Linked DNA regions of Mus musculus: region 1 is linked to region 2. Evidence: chromatin contacts called from public promoter capture Hi-C data. All regions are on one chromosome and are shown on one strand. The core of a region is the stretch at or near the end of the contact, and the rest is flanking DNA. Distances in the headings are between cores, read along the strand shown.

What was found. Promoter capture Hi-C pulls out the DNA fragments that hold promoters and counts their contacts.
Region 1: a promoter capture Hi-C map of liver shows a contact between it and region 2, with 3 times the contacts expected there. The contact joins the promoter of I730030J21Rik here to the promoter of Hdac7 in region 2.

The regions. Positions count from the first base shown.
Region 1 is chr15:100,729,889-100,735,503 of GRCm38.p6, forward strand. It overlaps I730030J21Rik (RIKEN cDNA I730030J21 gene), which reads right to left and starts at 2,849. Exons shown (of 3, transcript NR_045782.1): 1 at 2,652-2,849; 2 at 2,476-2,550; 3 at 617-996.
Region 2 is chr15:97,828,736-97,833,807 of GRCm38.p6, forward strand. It overlaps Hdac7 (histone deacetylase 7), which reads right to left and starts at 2,760. Exons shown (of 25, transcript NM_001378971.1): 1 at 2,624-2,760. The coding sequence starts at 2,642. Gm33636 (a long non-coding RNA gene) reads left to right here and starts at 1,951. Exons shown (of 4, transcript XR_001781759.2): 1 at 1,951-2,570.

The sequences.
Region 1 (5,615 bases), core at 1,599-4,098, 2.9 Mb after region 2:
TGCGGTCCGGACACGCAGAACACCTTCGAGGTGGTTAGAAATGCAGATTTAGGTTTGGCACAATCCTAAAACCTAGCTCCGGAAGGCGGAGGCAGGGAGATCTTGAGTTCCAGGCCAACCTGAGCTACATAGGAGATCGCGTCTCAATAAATACAAATAAATATATAAATAACAAAAATTACTTAAACTCGCGTCTGATTCTGAGTCGTCCTGCCACCTAGACAGTGGCTGCTCATGGGTTCTGAGCCTACCATCCTGACGTAATTTTCTTATCCTAGTTCTGAATTCCTGGTGATTTGGAAACTTTCTTTTCGTGTGGTTTTAAAGAAGGGTTTTATTTACTCATTTATATGCATGTGGCCCTCCTAGCACACAGCCAGAGGTGTAATCCCTCAGAGCTGGTTAGAGGCAGATGCCTGGCTTTACAGGGGTGATGGGACCTGAACCCCGAGCTATACAGCAGTGAGCAGCAATTGCTCTTCACCAACAAACCATCTCTCCAGCCCTCATGTGTGTTTTCTGAGAAAGAGTCTCAAGTGGACAAAGGTAGTCTTGAACTCCCTACATAATATAGTTGAGTTTTGGCTTTTTTAAAAAAAAAAAAAACTACTTTATTAGGTTCTTATACGTCTACCTCCCGACTTTTATTACAAACCCCAACAGTAGGTTGGAGAGAAAGAAGTTAGAGGAGAAAGGGGGTGTATATAGACTACTTCTTGATGATTAGGGGTTCTGGTTCTCTGGGGCAAGATAGATAGGTATAGACACACACACAACACACACACACACACTCATTCCCACAACATAACTGGGTTTTAAAAGAAACCAAAATTCTCCATAGACTCGAGGATGGCCTTGTGCTCCTGATCCTCTGGCCTCGGCGTCTGCAGCTCTGAGATTACAGAAGTGATGTACCATGATCCCCAAGTTCGGATGCTTTCTGGTAGACATTGATCCCAGCATTTCGGAAGCAGGAGGATGCAGGAGGATCTGTGGCTGCAGACAACACAGTGAAAGGAAGCTTGAGATGAATATCGATACTCTGCCTCCAAAAAACAAACAAACACCACGGGGGGGGGGGGGGGAAATGGAATGGATCTTTCTGTTTTGGTTGATGTTAAAATGGCTTTGCAGTTTTGAGTCTCTAAGGCTCAGGGGCCAGGACCCAGCACCCCTGTCGTTGAATTGAGCGCTCAGAGGGGACCAGAGGCATTCTGGGAAGGCCAGGAGATCACAGCGGGGAAGTTTACTGAGCTTGCTTACTTAGGTGAAGGGTGACACTTTACCAGGCTTTGGGATCACCAACATTTCCTGCTGCAGATAATGGGCCGCCGCTGTCTTTGCTTCTCGTCCCTTGGGTGTGAGACTCGGTGGTTTGGCCTTTGCTCCCACCTCCCTTTCACTTAGCTCTTCGACCTTCAGCACTGTGTGATCTTAGTCAGGTCCCAACTTGACCTGAGGGACCTCAGACTGCTCCAGGGTAGGCTCATGACCTCTTACTCTGCCTTGGAGCGTGAAAGAGACTGTTTGGCTTTTCGAGGAGTGCCAGCCGATGTGTGTACCTCAAATTCTGAAGCTGTTATTAATGAGTTCACTTTGGGAATAAGAAGTTGATTAGCGTTCATTAGTTATGGGAAACAAAGGTTTCATTATGACACTTCGTAGATGTATATATAATGCACTTTGATCATTTTCAATCTGTTTCTTTTAGTGATTTGTGTGTGTGTGTTGTACATGCAGGTCAGAGGTCATCTATCTATCTATCTATCTATCTATCTATCTATCTATCTATCTATCTATCTGATTCAGAATCTCTCTAAGTAACCCTAGCTGTCTGAGAATTCATTATGTAAATCAGGCTGGCTTCAAACTCAGAGATCCACCTGCCTCTACCTCTCTAGTGTGGGGATTAAAGGTGTGAGCCACCCCCCCTTTCATTTTTGCATTTCAAGAAAAGGCCTCCTGTAGCTAGCCAAGCTGGTCTCAATCCTCGTGAGTCAGCCTCTCAAGTGCTGGGATTAGACAAATGAACCACCATGCCTGACTATGATTTTAAAGGTGACTTAAGTCTTCATAATGACTAGCTGTCTAATTTGGAGGTGCCTGCTGTAGACTTATCCCTAAAACACTGCGTTCTCTCCTAGCAGGGGTTGGGGAGGGCTCCCTTCCCCACTGCATGGGAAGGTTCTGATGCACCACAGGGCAGAAGGGGACACCCTGACCTCCGCTGGTGGCAGCCCACTTAAAATTTGGCTTTCATTAATTGAACACGGTGACACACACCTCCAATCCAAGCAGCTGAGAGAGGGAGACAGGAGGATCAGGGTTCAAGGTCACTGTTGGCTAAATAAGTTTGAGACCATTGTGGGCTGCATGAGACCCTAACTCAAAAAGGGGGGAGGGGCATCGATGTGTCTCAGCAGGTGAAAGCACTTGTGCAACCTCTGATCCCTGAGTTTAGTCCCCAGAACTTACATGGTAAGAGAATCGATTCCCAAAAGTTGTCCTTGTTCTCCACACAAGCACCCACACTCACTCACACCCACGGTACTAATAAAGAAAAGAAAAGAACATGATTTCTGTTAAATGACAAGTTTATATGTGTACTAAATAAAGGGAAAATCGGGCACCAGGACAAGATGCCTCCCAACCTGCTGTCCGGCTCCTGAAGAAGTCATCCACACATGCTCACAACCATCCTTAGGCACTTCTGAGGTGGCAGGCTCAGATTCTCTCAGCTGCAAGGACTTGAGATGGGCCTTCCTAGAAGCTTTGTAAATTTCATTATCTTCCCGCACAGGCTGCTGTTTGTTGCTCTACCATTTAGGTTCTGGTTTGGAGTGCTCTGCACTTCCGTCTCCTTTTTTCTTTTTTTCAAGGGGCTTCCCCACCATAGCGCAGGAAGTTCAGTGAGGAGCAGATCTGCTGAAGCAGAGAGACAAGGCAGCTTTGTGAGCTGGTGACGTCAGTTCTGCCCCTTATGGCTCCCTTCCTCCCACTCTCAGGCCCTGGAGAGAGACAGCGGCTTCTGAGTGTGGCAGACTCAGGGGAGGGGAGTCTTGCCCTTCACAGAGAGGGCTAGCCTCTTATCCAGAAACACTTGTGGGGGCCAGGCGAGGTGCCTCTGTGGGGAAAAGTACAATCCCAATGAGCTGAGTTTGATCCCCAGATACCACACCAGCATAGGCCAGAAATCACAGAAGTGTGATGATGTAGGTTAGAAGTGCGGACTGGGTTAAGGGCACTGACTGTTCTTCCAGAGGAACGGAGTTCAAATCCCAGCACCCACATGGCAGCTTACAACTGTCTGTAACTCCAAGATCTGACGTGCCCACATAGATGTACATGCAGGCAGAATGCCAGTGCACATAAAATAAAGGGTAAATAAACTTTTAAAAAAGTCAGGAGGTTAAAGGTCGTCTTGACTGCAAAGTAAGTTTGAGGCCAGCCTAACAAAACCAAAAATCTGAAGCCAGTGGCGTATACTGTAATCCCAGTGTCTGGGAGTTGGAAGCAAGAGAGATCCGGAGTCCTTGGCTACATCCAGGCCAGACTCAGGAACATGAGACCCTATCTCCAAACCAAACCAGAACCCAACTCTAAAACAACAGCCAAAACCCAAAACAAAGTGCGGTTTGTTTATTTTTTTAATGCTTTTAGTCTCTGGTAAATAATAAACAACACTACCTTCTAATCCTACAGTGTTGTTGGTGGCTTTCTCCTTCCTTCCTTCCTTCCTTCCTTCCTTCCTTCCTTCCTTCCTTCCTCTTCCTTCCTTCCTTCCTTTAAAGATTGTTTTGTTATGGTTGTTGGTGCTTTGAAATAGGGTTTTTATTTATATACAACTCAAGCTGGCCTAGAGCTGCTCTGTGGTGTCCACCAGAGATGACTGCGCACACACAGTTTAAACCGATACGAAGTCTATTAGCCGGCCCCGGCCAGCAGGACACTGGGTGTTATAACGAGATCCCTGTGTAGCCAAGTCTTTTCTCTTTAAGGATAAAAACCACATTCTGTTGACACATTTCAGTTAGCAAGAACAGTTAGCTAGAAGCAGAACTACAGAAGCCAAAGCAAGGTTAGTACGCTCTGAGACTTTCCCAGAGCCGTGGACTTAGGTGGATTAGGTCTGTTTTAGTTGCAGGTGGTGCTGTCTACGGGCTGAGTTTCACACTCTGGATGGTGCTTCCATCACGGGGTCAACTGTGCTAAGATCTGTGGCCCTGTCACAGGGTTACATCCTCCTGCCTCAAACAGTGGGGTACCACCGTATCTGGCCTCTAAATACTGTTGAAGTCTGCTGTGCTGGCCTCTGTGTGAGCACAGGTACACGGAGATACAAAGACAGGCAAGCCTTCGCTCTTTTCTAGATCCCAGTGGTCAGACTGGGGAGCCTGACGGTTATAAGAGGATTTAAGCCTGGGTAGAGGTCAGTACTAGAGTATAGCAAATGAGATATTTGTCTTATGTGGAAAATTTAGGGGGCAAAGTACCCAATAATCAAGAGAAATGTGTATTTATATATGTGAGAGACAAGGTTTTGTGCAGTTCAGGTTGGCCTGGAATTCATTATTTAGACAAAGATGTTGTTGAACTTGTGATTCTCCTGCCTTTTGCTTCCAGGTGATAAGATTGCAGGCACACACTACCATGCCCTGCCGAGAAATGATGTTTTAACTCAACATGTTAAAAATATGAGCTGGCAGTGATAGTGTACACACTTAACCCCAGCACGTGAGATGCAGAGGCAGGCAGATCTCTGAGATCTCTGAGTTTGAGGAGTTCCAGACAGCCAGGGCTGTTACACAGAGAAACTCTGTGTTGAAAATAAACAAAACAGGGCTGGTGAGATGGCTCAGTGGGTAAGAGCATCTCACTGCTCTTCCGAAGGTCCGGAGTTCAAATCCCAGCAACCACATGGTGGCTCACAACCATCCGTAACGAGATCTGACTCCCTCTTCTGGAGTATCTGAAGACAGCTACAGTGTACTTACATATAATAAATAAATATTTTAAAAAAGAACAAAATATATTTTAAAAAAAGAAAAAGAAAATAAACAAAACAGAACAAAAACCCAACAACAACAATTTGGTGGAGGAACAGAGCCCCACACTGGAATAACCTTGCCTTTCTCCAGAATGAACCTGGGCAGAGAGCTATGTAAGAGAGACTTGTTTAAGCCGGGCGTGGTGCAGGCCTTTAATCCCAGCACTCGGGAGGCAGAGGCAGGTGGATTTCTGAGTTCGAGGCCAGCCTGGTCTACAAAGTGAGTTCCAGGACAGCCAGGGCTATACAGAGAAACCCTGTCTCGAAAAACCAAAAAAAAAAAAAAAAAAAAAAAAAAAAAAAAAAAAAAAAAAAAAAAAGAGAGAGAGAGAGAGAGAGAGACTTGTTTAAAACCAAAGATTTGCAGAAATCCTTCTTTTGGTGAGGCCATATGAATATTCTGTCTGTCCTGCTTTGACCTGGCCTGTCCTTACTATAATAAACTTATGGGTGCTGAATTAGAAGATAACAGACCACAGCAGGTGTCTCCTTGGCATCTGCTGGTCCTTTGGTGATTAGTCACTACGGTTAATCTGGTGATCCCACTGTCTTTGGCATGATGGGCCTT
Region 2 (5,072 bases), core at 1,510-4,009:
AGGGAGTAGCTAGATGTGGGGGCTCCCAGTACGTGGGGCCACTAAGGAAAGGGCTGTCTGGAGTGCCTTCCTGCAGCCCTAAGGCCTGAGGCCCCCATGGAATGTTACCACAGAAACAGGGAAAATATTATAAGGAATACAATACCCGGCAGAGTCACCTGCTCACCAGGCTTCCTGCTGCGCTACCCACCCCCCAGCTCATGGCACTTAGAGCCTTCCCTAGCCTCAACCTGGGCCTCCCCGCCAGAGCTCTCCTTCCTGTCTCCCCTGGATTAGGGAAGCTGCTTCAAGCGAAAGCTCTGCCCTTCTGTGGTTCCAAACAACATCAGGGATGGTGCACTGGGCCCCTCACTCCTGGTCCCTACCCACCCCCCAACACAGGAAATCAAGGCTTCCTGCCCCAGAGGAAGTGCCCCATCTAGTGAACAAATCCAACATATACAAACTCAAAGTCCTGGAGCTGGCGCCTCCAAGGGGACCTGCCTTCAAGCCCTGCAATACCCCATACTCTCCTGCAGCCTCCAGACCACATCTAACCAAGGAAGAGCTCAGAATAGATGCTGGCAGAGGCCGGTCTGGTTGGTGCCATTCCTTGGCTAGGTGACTCTGGGCCTTACATTATTAGCTCACCTTTCTCTGGGGGCTCCTGTCAACGTTGAAACGACCAGTTCTTAAAGAAAGGCAAAGAGCAAAGAAGGCCAAGAAAGAAGTGTGCCTACAGCTATAAAAAGGTCCTCATTTCCAATCCCATCACAACTGAGCCACTAGGAACTAGATAGGTGAGAACCATTATCCCTGAGACAAGGACACAGGAGGCTCTGCCTGTTCCCTTACTCCCCGTGGATTACTGACTGGCTATGTGCGGTTGGTCCCTCTAGCTCTGAGCTTTGGAAAGTGAACTGAGAATCCTCCCCACCCACCCACCTTATCATGTTAATTTTGAGAAAAGCCTGCTTAAGTAAGGTGACCTGCTTAGAAGAGAAACCTTCTTTGCCTCAAAGCTCAGCATATGCCCTTGAGACACAGAAAAATGCCCCAGCTAAGGGGCCAAACTGAGCAGCAGGGGGCTCAGATGCACCCTGTACCTAGCTTTTCCAACGCACAGCTCTGAGGGTCTAGCTTGGAAAGGACATCATAAAACTAAAGACAGAGACACAAGCCTCAGCCCCATTGGGTTCAGGACTTGGTCCAATCTCAGTTATCTGGGTACCATACACTGGAACTGCTTTGTGCCTCATTTCCCCCCCAGGAATCACTGTAAAGAAGAAAAGTACTTAGTTACTGAGGGGAGACGTGAGGCTGCAGAGAGCAAGGAGGTTAAGAGTGAAGGATGATTTGCGGCGGATGGAGAAGAGGCTCGGAAGGTTGGCACAGAGGGGAGGCACGACCGCAGCCCATGGGGGTCCTCTTGGGAAGAAATGGGTCACCTAAGTACAAGTTAGAGGATAGAAACCAACCAAAGTGACAGTCTGCAATGGAATTTGAGCAAATCTAGGTAAAAGTCTGGAGGACTAGCTCCTGATTCCAGATGTTGCACTCCCTCCAGGGCCACCGAGGGCCAATGTCCTATTATCACCCTGAAACTTTGGCAGGCAGAACTGGGCCTCAAGCAGATGCTGCGTTGGGATGTGGGAAGGGATACTTAGCAGCAAGCCAACCCCGCCAGATGATGCAGGATGCTTTGGGGGAGTGCTGGACAGCCAGCAAGGATAGTTCAGGGAACCAATGGTCAGCCCTAAGTCGGCCCCAAACCGGCAGCCAGTGAGAAATAAGTGGGACTCATTAAGCGACCTGCATGCAGGACTTAGGTTTTTCTTCCAACTCAATTGGCGGAGAAATCGCAGTGGCGAAAAGACAGTTCAGTTGCCAGATTTGCCCGGGTTCTCATACTTCTCAGTACTATCAGACTGGGGGTGGGTGGGGGTGGGGGGGCTAGATCCAGCTCCCCACCTCCCTACCTCTCTCAGTACTCAGCCTGCGGCCCCCACTTCCCCACGCCTTTAACTGTCCTCACTGCTAGGCTGAACACAGTGTCTGTCTCTCTATGATGGGTGATCAAGGATAAGGGGTGATGCTCAGAGAAATCTCCCAGCCCAGTACCCCTCCAGGGGACGTTTCCCTCAGCTACAGGATCTGAGTAGGGCCCTGCCCAGTTCTACAAGACAGGGGCGCTGATGTCCAGCCCTGCAAGTTCTGCGCCAGTTCAGTGGGTCCTAGCCTTTGCCCTCCCGCTTCCAAACCTTTGGTCCCGGAGCACCGCCCCCTCCCGGGCCTCGGCGGCCGGCCGTGCCTCCCGGATCCCGGGGAGGAGGGTGACGGGACGCCCGGCCCTTGCACAGGCGGCCCCGGGCCTCCCACTGCCTCCCCGGGGCCTGTCGCTGCCCGGGAGCGGGCGGATGTGGGCGCCCCGCAGGAGGCCGGAGCCCTTCGGCCCCGGAACCAGCCGGGGCAGCGAGCGGGCCAGAGCCCGGGCGAGCGGGCGCGGTCCAGGGCGCGCGGAGGACCCGGCCAGCCGGACCGGCCGGAGACCCAGCCGCAGCCGGAGCGGGAGCCGGGGCGAGCAGCGCAGGGTGCCGCGCGCAGGGCGGGGCGGACGGGGAGGGGGTGGCCGCCCGGTACTCACCCGCGCCGGGGCTGTGCATCCAGGGGCCGGGGCCCTCAGAGCCGGGGGCTCATGGCGGGCGGGGGGCCGGGGCGCCGGCCTCACATCCCCCCGGTCGCCGGAGGCTGCAGAGCGACTGTGAGACGGCGAGAGGAAGGGAGGGGGCCGGGAGGGGGAGGGCCCTGGCAGCCTGGCCGGCCGGGTAGGATGACAATGGAAGGAAATGCTTTATCTGAGTCTGAGAGCGGGCCAAGGGGGAGGGGAGGGAGGGGGCCGGCGCTGGCGGCCCTGGGACACACCACCCGGGCTTCGCTCAGCAGCACACAGCCTGGCGGCAGACACCGATCGCGGCGGGGCGCGGCTCACCGCCCGGGAGGCAGCGCCGAACCCGGAACGCGGGACGCGGCCGGACCCGCGCGCGGCCGCGGAAGCCCCAGCCGCCGCGCGGCGCTGCGCCCCGCGCACAATTCCCGGAAACCCAGATACCTGAGTGCACGCACCCGTGCATACACAGCGTACACGGGCGTGCATCCATGTTTACACAAGCCAGGGTGCTTTACGCTTCGGGGAAGGACTCCTGTGCACACATCTACACACTTAAGTCAACGAGGGCAGCGCTACACACAGGGAGAGCAGGGCACGCTTGGAGTCTCGAGCAAGGAATCCCAGACGGACACCCCTGCCCCATCCTAACACACACACACCACACACACACACACACACACACACACACACACACACACGACTCTCCTCAGGAACACTTCAGGATCTGATTTGAACCACTGCCAGTCCAACCCCAGTGGCACCCCCCGCCCCCACTGTCTGCTGAGGGGAGCAGAAGGGTCCAGTCTGTTCCTATTAAAAGAAAAAAAAAAGGGGATGGGGGGTGGTGCAGTTTTCGAAACTTAAAAAAAATTTTTCTCAAGGGATTTCCTTCCATCCTCTCCTCTTCCTCTTCCATTCCTCTCCCTCCACAATGACCCTCCTTTGCCCCCCCACTCCTGGACCCTATGAGTCAAACTTCAGCAATGTGCCCAGTGTCCCCCAGTGCATTACAGCGGATCACAGAAATGTTCCAGTCTGTGAGTCGGAATGCAGCCGCCTCCAGCCCTCCCTCAGCTAATAAACTCAGCTGAGGACTGGCTTTGCACTGAAGCCCTCCCTGCCTCTCCCCCATCTTAGACGGGAGGAGGTCAGATTCAAGGGTCAGGGGCCGAGGACCTTCCCACTGAGTTTCCTGGCTTGGCCTGTCAGTCCTGTTGCCTCCAGCAATTTGGCAGGTCAGAAAACTGGGAAGGGAGAGCGGTCATTCACCAGGAACACTATGCTCCCCTGCCCTTGAGGTGCCCGCCACTGAAAGGCAGCTTCCTTCTGGTCCCAATCTACTCTCTGAGTCCTCGGAACTCCAAGAACCTTTAGAAGGGGAAAATGAGGCAGACCTAGAGATGTGATATCTTGGAAGCCAGAGTCTTGAGTGGCCTAGAGGGACGTTGGCCATGTTGCTAGGTCACACACAGGTCTAGACTCATGTGCCCTTGTTCAGCTGCTAAGTGTAACTCCTCTGTACCTGTTAATGGGTACTACAACCTTGCCCTAGCATCCATGGCCTCTTGCAATGTGGCACCACACACATCCCTGCCCAGTGTCTCCTGGTACTTTGCTCAGAGGTAGTTACCGTTATTACTACCACAGCCAGCCCTGTCAGCTAGCTGTTCATGTCCCCATACTTACCCACTTCCTTGCCTTGGCCTAAGACACTCCCTACAGAGTAAATGCCGCTCTACCTTTCTCCCTTCTGTTGTTGAAATCCCTTCATCTCCTCTGAAATGTTTCACGATTTCTGTAGCCTCAGCCGGAAGGATTTTCTTTCCCTTGAAGGACTCCACCCCAGCACTGATTTTCTCCCAGCCGCACTGACCCTCAGCTGTCTAGTCTATGAGTCTGAATCTCTTCTTTATCACAAGTGTTCAAGGTACCTAGCTTGGAAGCACTGCCTCAGCGTGGCTTCCGAGTTCTTCATTGACTCATGAATATTCATGACCTTCCAAGATCTCCCTCCAGCTAGACATCTCTAATAGACCCTCTGTCGGAAGTTGTCCATTCTGGCTCTGCTAGACACTTCCTCATCCACTGAGCTGTCTTTCCAAACCAGAGCACTCTACTTCCAACGACTTCCGTGAGGGTTACAGACTTCAGGGGAAAAAAGAAACCTGTGTACAGAGGACCCCCAATCTCTCTTGTTATCTCTCTCCTCCTGTAACCGTACATTGCCCCCACATCTTCCTTTCCTAAAGCTGTTTCTGTGCTGAATTTCTTGTTCGTTAATTTCTACTGGCGCAGCATCCGTGCATCTGCTCCTGAAGCTACCTCTTCTCTTCAGTCTAACCACTGACTTCTGAGTGATTGGGATAAAGATGTGTGGCCACCCATCTATGCTCACCACCCGTCTATGCTCACAATGGTCACCTGT